2 separate regions of the Xenopus tropicalis genome follow, and region 2 is linked to region 1. A link is a contact called in public Hi-C data. All regions are on one chromosome and are shown on one strand. The core of a region is the stretch at or near the end of the contact, and the rest is flanking DNA. Distances in the headings are between cores, read along the strand shown.

The links. A called contact is a pair of places that touch in the nucleus more often than the background predicts.
Region 2: a Hi-C map of tailbud embryo shows a contact between it and region 1, with 3 times the contacts expected there. The contact joins the promoter of tm6sf2 here to the promoter of nr2c2ap in region 1. A contact is called at or near these places in 2 of 5 Hi-C or Micro-C datasets (brain and tailbud embryo).

What each region holds. Positions count from the first base shown.
Region 1 is chr1:113,911,711-113,917,278 of UCB_Xtro_10.0, forward strand. nr2c2ap (nuclear receptor 2C2-associated protein) reads right to left here and starts at 2,061. Exons shown (of 5, transcript NM_001016306.3): 1 at 1,928-2,061; 2 at 1,660-1,750; 3 at 718-823; 4 at 348-415. The coding sequence starts at 1,965.
Region 2 is chr1:114,103,535-114,109,102 of UCB_Xtro_10.0, forward strand. tm6sf2 (transmembrane 6 superfamily member 2) reads right to left here and starts at 2,214. Exons shown (of 10, transcript NM_001128019.1): 1 at 2,072-2,214. The coding sequence starts at 2,163.

The DNA of each region.
Region 1 (5,568 bases), core at 811-3,310:
AGTAGAGCAGGGATCCCCAACCTTTTATTTTTTTATTTGCGAGCTACACTCAGATGTATAAAGTGTTGGTGAGCTACACAAGCATGAAAAAAGTTCTTTGGGGGTACCAAATAAGGGCAGTGATTGGATATTTGGTATCCCCATGTGGACTGCTGGCCTGCAGGAGGCTCTGCTTGGAAAATTTGCCTCCAAGCCAGAAATTAAAGAATTGGCACCTACTTTGAGGCCACTGGGAGCAACATCAAAGGGGGTGGTGAGCAACATGTTGCCCCTGAGCCACTGGTTGGGGATCACTGTAGCAGAGCTTTCATAACATCAGAGAGGGTATGTAATGCAAAAAAGGATATTTGAAGAGTGTTGGTGTCTTCAGGGTAGAAGTCTGCTATCTTCACCAATTCCCCATCTTTGTAGCATCCTAGGAACAAAAGAGATGTATTCAGTTTTTCATAACTCACTAAAAACCCTTTACAGTCCCTTTTATTCTGTATAATGTTATTGGATAGCTTTATGTATAGTACAGCCTAAGTCTGGCCATTGTCTGCAAAAAGCTGCAGTTACTCGGAACCAGAGACTCATTATTCATGTAAAATTACCTAATCCTTGTGCAGCCTAGTGAAAAGACATTCAGAATGGAATGTCAATGGTAACAACTCTGTTTAGTACAGTAATACTATAGTAATGTACTCAGATTGAAAAGTCCATCATTTCACAGCTTACCTTCTAGAGCACAGGTTTGGCAGGAAAAACCTCCTTGGAACTGAAGATGAATCTGAGAGACTAATACATTCTGTGGAAATTCCATCAAAACCCACTGACACGACCCCTATAAGCAACAAAAACATCACAAAATCCAATTAGGGGTAAATATTTTGCCTACTAGAAATGTGAAAAGATATGGTTGGGGTGGGGGGTCTATAGATAAATTACAGCTGTAAGCCAATTCTGTAAGCATCTGACCTATAAAGTAATCTTATCAACTTGGCAAATACATATGAGTAAATATCTAGTCTTCCTTGAGCCTCCATTTTGTGATATTCTGTGTGCTCCACCCCTAAACACTTGATACCAATAAGAGAAAATGATTGTAGGGTCTAACTGTATAAGGAAGGGTACAATGTTTGGGGGAATAGTATCCCTTTAACCTACAAACGCGGTTCTCAGTAGTTTAGAACATAACATAGAAGTTAAAATGAAACAGGCATTATTTAGACATGGGGCACCAGATTTTGTGTGCCCAATTAAACTGAAGCTAGGGCATTAGGGTTTTCATTGCATTACACTGAAAAAAGCACCACCCATTTCTGAGTAACTGGAAGAAACCAGAGTTTCTAATGGAGTTTTTTGTGCAATGCTGGACTGCTATGAGCCAATGATAGATCCCCAGTCTCATTTCATGTGGCCAACACATGCAAAATGGCCAATGGCCTCCCCACTCATATCTAGCCGAACATCAGACACCAGTGAGGTAGTCAGCTCCTGGCAGATCAACAGTGTGATCCAATCACAAACCCAAGGTTGAGACAAATTATTATTCTTTTTATTATTTAAATTATTATTATTATATACAGATTATTATTCACATGGTCCATCCAGTTGGTAGCCAAATCAGGCTCTGTATGGCCAAATTTAGACCAAACTCTCCCCCTGAAACCCCCTCACCTGATCCGAGTTCCAGCATGTCTCCTCCCTGCCATCGAACAGAAATTGTTTGCCAAACTGCTTGACATCTCGGTTAAGTACAGAGCTGACCCTGCAGATAAGGAACAGACTATTATGATACTAAACAGTAGTGAGCGCCGAGCAGATCCGAGCCCGGTATTTGTGTAACACAGACACGTGTCACACTGACTGCCCAGCCGCCCCTCTACTAGGAAACGTTTGTACTTATTCTACCTTCCCTGAAAATAGATTACTTGGAGAACCTCACCTACTTATAGTCACACTGCTCAGCACAGACGTTACCATCTTGATGTAAAGAGCATCCCCGGAAGGAATGATTATTGCATATTTTAGTTACGGACCCGTGCGTTCCAATTGCGTTCCAAACCTCTCACTCCATACTTCGCGTAAAGATTGGTTAATACTATTCCATGGGGCTGGTTGTAGTGCCACCTTCCGGGCAGCAGAGAGAGCCATTGCCCAACATAACTACAATTTTAGGTCTGTGAAAATGAATCCTATAGGTTGAATAATGTGACCGGAGGGTGGTAATGATAACTAAGTAGGTGTAAGGTTATTCCATTGAGAACAGTTATGGGTAGAAGTAAGTGACAGTGGATAGAATATAAGTGGTGTTAAATTTTATGTTTGAATAGCTATGGTCATTTTAAGTAACTGATATCCCCAATAAAGGGGACCTAACTACTCAGTTTCGGACTGGGGTGCCAAAGGCCCACCTGAAAACCTTAGACCTTAGGCCCACTCTCCCCTTCTCTGTTCACTCACGTTCTTTAATCTCTTAATTACTTCTTTGTATATACTATTATCTATCCTTTTCTCCATTTATTCTCATATAGAATTGAGTAATGGCCATGGTATAGGCTTACAAGCCAAATAGTTAGGAGCAGGAGGGCCCACTGACACCTGGGCCCTCTGGGAGTTTTCCTGGTATCCTGGTGGGCCAGTCTAACACTGTATTTACTAACTGCTAATAGAAAAAGTTATTAGCTATAAGCGAAATACAATCAATACTTCCCTCTTGCTGGATCTTCTAACAGTGCAACAGACTCTTTTTGTTGGAAGATCCTTTAATTTGTAGTCAAGCAAGAACTGGGGTGCTAGGTTTAGACCTCTCTTTTACCTAATGTAATTGTTGAAAGCATACAACAATTTTTATATAAAATGCACTATATGGCCAAAGATGTACAGACACCTGCCTGCCCAACTTCTCATTCTAAACCAAGGGTATAAATATTAAATTGGTTCTCCCTTTAGGGCTTCAGGGAATACTGCAGTCAGGGTCCTCACTGCACAGGGGGCTCCAGGAGATTTGAACATGTGATTAGTGGGTCATAACGGGAGCAGGACATGTGGGGGACTGGGTGGGATTTGAATGGATCATGGGTGTTTTAGCATAATTGGACATAACAGAGGTGGATCAGGGGTATATGGTCATGCATGCACAGGCCATTTTCTTTTGATTAATAAATGATGATGATTAGGGCCAATTCTGCTTGTTGGCAGAGCCCTCTGCAGTCATTTCGCAAAAAAAATGGTTTTTATTTAGGGTACGAAAGCAACTCTTAGTATTTCTGCATAGTTTTGTTTGGCACTGCTGCATTCGTCTGCCTTTCTGATGTGAATCTCCCACAATGCATTTATTGATGCAGAGGAACACAGTAGATCTGGGTGCAGGCCATCATCAATTGACACAGCTAACTTGCACTTACTGAATCAGGCACTAATGTAATTTTGATGGTGACATCCAAACATCATTTTCAGTGCAAATGCAGTGGATTCACATAGAAGAGCAGGCACAGTTGCTCTTATTTAAAAGCATTGTCTGCAAATGCAAAGTTTTTCCACTGCAAAGTTTCATACTCAGAGCTGATTCTATTTGCCAAATACAATATGTAGTTATGCGTCCACACAACAGTATAATATTAAGAATTATGTCTATTTCAGTGTTTAATATGGAGAGCCATTTCCTAAGACAAAGTTCAATATTCAGAGCTTTGTCAGGCTCCTAATAAAAAGTACAATATGTTGAACTGTGACCTTATGTCATGTACAAGGCTGTCTCCAGTGCATAGTTTAATAAGCAGAGCTGTCTTCAGTGTCATGTACAATAGGTAGACCTTTTGTCAGACGCAAAGGACAACAGGCAGAAGTGTCTAAGAGGTCATGTACAATATGCATGACAAAACACAGCTTGCTTGCAGCCTGTAGATCATGTGAGGGCAGTGTCCAGTTGAGTGCAGGCTACCCGGCATCGCCCCTAGTTCATGCTCAGGCTCAATACACACAGCCCTTTAAATATATTTGGTTTTACACAGTATTTTCAAATATCAAATATGATATTATCTTGACTATTCCGATTTTTTCGTAAGCATTTTCGTGATATTTGCGATCATCAGAAATTATCGTATCCAATCTGAATCTTTCCCATTTCGGGAATCGAACTCGTACTTTGATGAATGTGCCCCCTAGTGTTGATTTGAAAACTTTTAGATTTTACTACTCTGTGCCTTAGTCACCCGAGGAGCAACAAACCGCTCCGGAAAGGTCACAAAAAGTGACATTTAGAAATTATGTGAGCTGCTTTTTCTACCAAGTGCTACTGCTACAGTTTGTCATTTTAGCAGTTGAGAATCTTGTCTCAGATGAAACATCACCAGGTGCCAAAAAATCCACTCCTGCTGGCTTCAAGAGATGAACTTAAGTGTTTTAACACCAGAAATTCAGCTCTATGTGTGTAAAACACAATCCTGCTCTCTACTTTGTTGAATTTGCCCCTTTTATGTACATTGGGGGTAAGTACAGTGGGATGAGAGGGAAGATATTGTGATCACTGTCTAAGTTGGCAGAGGACCTTGATACATCCCTTCTGTTGTACATAATATTTTTTCATTCTGTTTTTAGTTACCTTTCAGTATTTCTAGAACAACACTTGAGCCTTTTCTAAGCAGCTCTGTATATTGCACTGTGAAAAACTCCTGTGACCTTAGACGTGCTTAGACTCTCACACAGATGTACTCCAGAATTCTAAAACATCACTTGCACTATGCAGAGACTCCCATATGCAGGGGAAACCAGCTAATATATCTATAATAAGCAGGTACATGTGCAGTTGGCAATACAAAGCCTGCTTCAGTAGAAGGGGCACGCTGAGTATGTCATTTTAGTTCTTTTGTGTCCCTTGACTGATAGTACAAGTAAAATGTCCATTTAGGCAGGTGGAAGATTATTACAGTACCTTAAAAAAGCAAGCAGTTTATAAATAATTCTGCAATGTAGCATTTCTACCAATAGTGAAGAACTGCTTGCCAATAAAGAATGACCAGATTCTGCATAAAAAATATATGGCCATTTGCCATTTATTATGCTGAGCCTCACATTCACACCTACACATAGCTTGAGGCATTCATTTTTTAGCATCGGTTACACATTTATGCTTGTTATCTGATATAGCGTGTTTTTCTTTTAGCGATGTGGAGGTATTTACTCTCTGAAACAAACCATGCTAAATGTAAGCTGTATTTTTGCACGACTGCCATTTTTCTTTTTTTTTCCCCCAACTGACATGCCTGTAGTTTTGATTACTGACAGTAGAACAGATAGAGATAGATAAGGGCTCTTAAATTTGTAAATGAGTGCTGTGCTGTTTTCCTGTGAGAAAAACTAATAGAAGAGACTATATAGAATGTGTGCACTTTACTTGTGTATTGTGAAATCTTATTTTCAGCAGACTTTAATAAGCTTCCACTTTTGCACAAAATAAGAAACTAAGCATTTAAGTCGGATCAATATATCCTGTGAAAGAAAAGAGAGATGCAGGGTCTAATTCTTCATTCATTCTTTTTATCTGCCCTAGTCCATAAGCATTTTGTTTCAAATACTGCTGGACAT
Region 2 (5,568 bases), core at 964-3,463, 190 kb after region 1:
ATATATATCACAGAATTTGCATGGCTAATAATAAAATGTAAGAACTCCCAAACATACTTTGCTTTTCAGAATACTAAAAAAATTGTATTATTATTAACATTTATTTATTAAGCACCAACATATTCCGCATATTCAGCTTATCAGTTTACAATTGCTCAATATGAAAAAATTGCGACGGCGACGAAAAAGTCGCGCAAAATACGATAAAGTTGTGACGGCGACGAAAAAATCGTGCAACATACGAAAAAAACGCGACGGCGATGAAAAAGTCGCAAAATTTTCGTTTCCAATCCGATTTTTTCCCATTCGGGATTCAGATTCGTGGATTAGTAAATGTGCACCAAAGTGTTGGAGAGAAGTTAACACTTGAATTCTGGGTGTTTAATGCAACAATACACACACAAGTGTGTAACAAGGAGAGTGCAACACTGTCTATTTCCCCAACATAGATAGCCAGCTAGCTGCATCATGGTGAAATCATGCATAAAGGGTGTGTGGTGTAAGAAGGTAAAATCACATATATTTCCTTTCTTATATAAGGGCATGGATATTATTTTTCAATGCCAAATCTTATTTCAGCAGGCTTTCCACAAGGCTGAGAATCAGCTTTGTGTGGCACTAGCCTAAAGGATGATATAATCTGATATACAAACACACGCACATATACAATACAATGCCATGTCCTTGTAGTAACTAGTATCCTAGTTGAAGAACTTTTTGTTCTGAACAAAAACATAACAAACTGATGATTTATTTCCTATTAAATAATAATTGACTTATCAAATAATCTTACTGAATTGGCATATACATGTCAGTCTGTATTGCCCTGTTACATCTTTATCACTCACTGAACACCTGACAGGAAAAAAAACAGCAAGAAGAAAGGAGGTAAATGACACAGCTCTGTGAATTCACTGGGTGATGTAATTCAAAGGATGATGTAACCCAGCATTTATGCATGCCCTTTGTATCTGAGCCCAGTGCCTCATACAAGAGAGGTATGGTCACTAAAATGGTACTAATTTATTATGGAAATATAGAATGAGACACAGTAGGGCTTATTTTTTTTAAAAATCTACTATAATTAAAGGCACTTGCATCAAAATGCACTCCTAAAGTTGTGCACTGTGACAGTCCTTCCTGCCTTGCTTTCAAAATGGGCTTTGCTGCACCTACTGAGGCATCGCTTTACTGCCACCTTCTGACCAGGCGGTAGGTCCAGGGTTTTTCTTAGCGCCCTGTTTTAATAGGTGCAGCAGACTTGCGCCTAGAGAACCTTAAACAGATGTTAATCACACACCAGAAATGACGCCAGATGGACTTAAGCTCAATGGAGTCCAATTTGTCACAAAATGCACATGCAGTTGCATTAATTTTGCCACATTGCCCACAACTGTCAGGTGCAACATATTCTGCTGTACAGATGGGTATATAACAATTAGCAAGCCAATACAGGTATGGGATCCCTTATCCGGAAACCTGTTATCCCAATTACAGGAAGGCCATCTTCCGTAGACTCCAATTTAATCAAATAATTCTAATTTTTAAAAATGATTTCCTTTCTATCTGTAAAGGTAGAAAAAGTACCTTGTACTTGATAGTAACTAAACTTCATAAATCCATACTGGTAGCACAATAATCCTGTTAGAATTATGTATGTATATATGTATGTTTTAATGAATGATTGTTAAAGTATGCTGATCGAATTACAGAAAAATCAATTTTTTGGAGAACCCCCAGTCCCAAACATTCCGAATAATCGATCTTATACTTACAGTATGATATGAGGGCCCTGCCTGTAAGGCTTACAGTCTAAATTCTTTACTGTTTAGCAGGTATGGTCATCCACAGACAGTAACTGCTCCACAGCCTGCATTCTACCTGCCCTTTACTCGTTGCTGAGTTGTAACCCTAGGAGTTACAGTAATTATAACATATGAGCCCCCCTTTTATACTGGAAGTATTGTAACTACTGGGTGACAGTCTGTGCCTCTGGCTGCCCTACAGACACAACATTCACACATTTGAAGCTGCTGCTATTGCTAAATTGAAGTCGGTGGTGTGTACTCACTCTGATACGACAGAAAGGGAGTTCACCACATAGGAGACAGGCAAGGCGGTGAGGGAGAGCAGGAAGGGCCCTCCTGGCTCCGGAAGACGCATGGTAGATAATAAACGCAGGCCCTTATTACTCTGGAGCTGACTGGGAAGTGCAGGAGTCTATGCTACCCACCAGACGGGTTATACTTCTTTACAGCTGAAGGAGATTGGTTGCTGGTAGAGGGGGAACTGCCTGACTGAAAGCACAGCTTCGATTTCATCCTGTACAAAGTTCACTTAACTTTCTTATACCTCTAAGCTGACTAACATTGCAACACAGTTCGCATGCTGATAATCGGACACGGACTCTGTTAACCCCTGCACAGATTGGCGAGAGCTACAATGTGCAGGGGAAGGGAATTTCGTATAAATACGCTTTAGCATAAATACATCATACCTTAAAAGAACACTTCTGAGCTAAAAGGCCCCACCTGCATCCCTCTACTGTTGGACTACAACACACATAAACTCTCCATCTATCATCAACACCTTAGAAAAATCTCTTTTTAATCAGAAGCAGTGGCTTGGGTGGCTCTCAGCACAAACTTAGGGCTGTGACACACGGGGAGATTATTCGCACCACAACAAATCTCCCATGTCGTGTGTGACTAATCTCCCCTCAATGCCATTCCACCGGTTAGAATGTAAATTGCTGGTGGGATGGCATACGTGGGAGATTTGCCAAAGTTGCCTTGAAAGGAAACTTTGGTGACTTTGGCAAATTGTGGCGCTGCGGGATAGCATTGAGGGGAGATTAGTTGCCGGTATGTTGGGAGTTTTGTCACGGAGCGACTAATCTCCCTGTGTGTCACAGCCCTTATAAAGTCTAGACTCACTGCTTATCCTTCAGAGAGACCCTATTGTTCTTGTTGCAAGGGTCCCGTGTACATTAGCAATCTAAAAGTAGACAGAAAGATGAATTGGAGAGGGGCAGATATGACAGAAACTTTTAAAATAATAACATCAAAAACAAAATATATGGAAGCAACATAAATATGCCTTCTTGTTGCCAAGCATTTCAGACTAATGACCCCTCTGGCACAGGCAGTAAGCCAGGTGCGGTGGAGCAGAAGTATATATATAGTGTTAACTTTTTTGGTATATTCAAAATGAAATACCACTCTGCCTAATATGCTTTAGTAATACAATGTTGCATGAGCAAGTTTAATAGTAATACAAACATGTGGGTTATTTCTTAGGTGAGTCAGTTTGAATACTCTGCAGGTCATGCGTAGAGCAGGGTCACAACGCCAAGATATTATATACCATTTTTCTTTCATCAGCAACATCACAGAGATTCTATGTCTGAACCATCAGTATATTTGCAGAGATAGTTAACTACTGCAGATATGTGTTTTAGGAACCCTATTTAAAACCATACACACAAAAGGCATTCAGGCACTAATCTATTGACTCCTGTGTGGGTGCATTTGATGAGCTGTGTCTGAACTATGCCCCTTTGCTTATCACAGTTCCTGCAGACACAGGACTCCTGCCCTGACCTAGATCTGCTAACCTGTCTTTTTTTTTTCCCTGAGGGCGGACTTAAGACATTAACGTTAATAGTGCTTTTAACTCCTTTTCATGGCTTTTTTTTAATCTGGAGAGGGAATACAGCTGTAAAAAAACAGGAAGCTTTAAAGAAACCAAACCATATTTTTTTAAATCTCTCACTCAGCCATTGATAAATAAGCCCCATAAGTTCATATGGTCTCCTCTGGTGAAGCTTTAGGGCTATTACACATAGAGCTACTTATTGCAGCTACAAAATGCCAGAAAATACCCTGCCATAGACAATACAGAGAATTGTCTTTGCTAAAAGACATGTAGAGACAATGTCTTGGACAATAGACCAATTATTGTCTATTTTGTAGCTGCGACAAGCAGCTGGCTACAAGTAACTCTGTGTGTCATTGCCCTTAGGGAGGCAAAAAAACAACCAAACCATTGGATTGTAAATAAGATGCTACACAAAGTATTTAATGTAGGCAAAACTGGATGCAAGTGCAGTGACTGGAACAAAAAATAATTATTACAATAGGGTGTACAGCACCTGATCCTGCATATCAGGATAGCATAGTATTACATTATTGTGCTTATAACTGTGTATATTATGTCCTGTGCAAGTGGATTTCTTCCCTTGTACTCCAGTTCTTCAAATCCATAACACATATAGGCAGGTTAATTGACTACTGATGAAAAAGACCATTGTGTGTCAGAATGAAAGCACCTTGGATTGTACACACACACACACAACACATCAGAATAATGTAGAGTGTTCCATAAGCTGTAAGGTGGCCATACACAGGCCGATAAAAGCTGTTTATTTGGTCCTTCAGGACTATGTCGACAGCTCACTGACTGGTGTATGGGGACCCCTGATGGAAACCCTGAAAATTGGGTAGATGTTGATCAGACAGGCTTAAACATCCCCTTGGGGCAAGGACTTCATTGACGCAGTTCTCACTCAATGGCCTACATTTACTGTTGTTGTTATCAGCCTAGTATTTCCCACCTTAAGGTAGTCATATCAGGAAAGATCTTTATATTAGGGATGCACCAAATCCACTATTTTCGGATTCGGACAAACCCCTAATCCACTGTGAAAGATTCAGCTGACTCCTGAACCGAATTCAAACCCTAATCTACATACGCAAGTTAGGCCACAGAGAGAGTTATAGGGAACCATGCACTGCCCACGTGGTAAAAAAAACTCCAATTTTATGAAAAGTCATGTGATTTTTAAGGATTCAGAATCAGTTCATCCAGGCACTTGGATTCAGCTGAATCCTGCTGAAAAAGGCCAAATCCTGGAGTCGGTGCATCCCTACTTTATTTGTATGGCCAGCTTTAGACTCCTTGTGTAAGAGCATCTGGGTTCTAAATTCAGATTTATAACATGCAAATCATCTTTGGTAACTGTTTATGTCAGAAAAAAACACTCAAATCGTTATAACCTCACAATACAACATTTATTGTGATAAAGTTAGTGCAACAAATTTGCTGATTTTAACTTAGGTATGTGGTAAAAACATTTTCCTAAAAATTTTTTTCCCTATTGCAAGAATATATAAGGCCATTGCATCTCCTGATTTGGGATTTAGATGGACCGTGGAACTTGGATTTGGATTTACCCAAATGAGTTTATTTGAACCAAATCCAAACACTTAAAATCACATGACAAGACAACAGAACATGACATTTTTTCCACAATGAATGCCCTTTTTCCCCAATATTTGAATATGCAAATTTGGATTTTTACTGAAAGAAGATTAACAAGGAGGTTTTAGGCACCCAGAACATTCCCAGTCGTTAGGGAAGCTGTGATTTAATAGCCCTGGCCATTAATGCACAACCTTCTGAGTGGGGCCCACAAACCATGACTCAGTACTCCATAGCTGCCAGGAGATCCTCCCTATCACAGGTCCCTATATCTGTAGATATGGAACATTTATTTGAGCCTTGGGA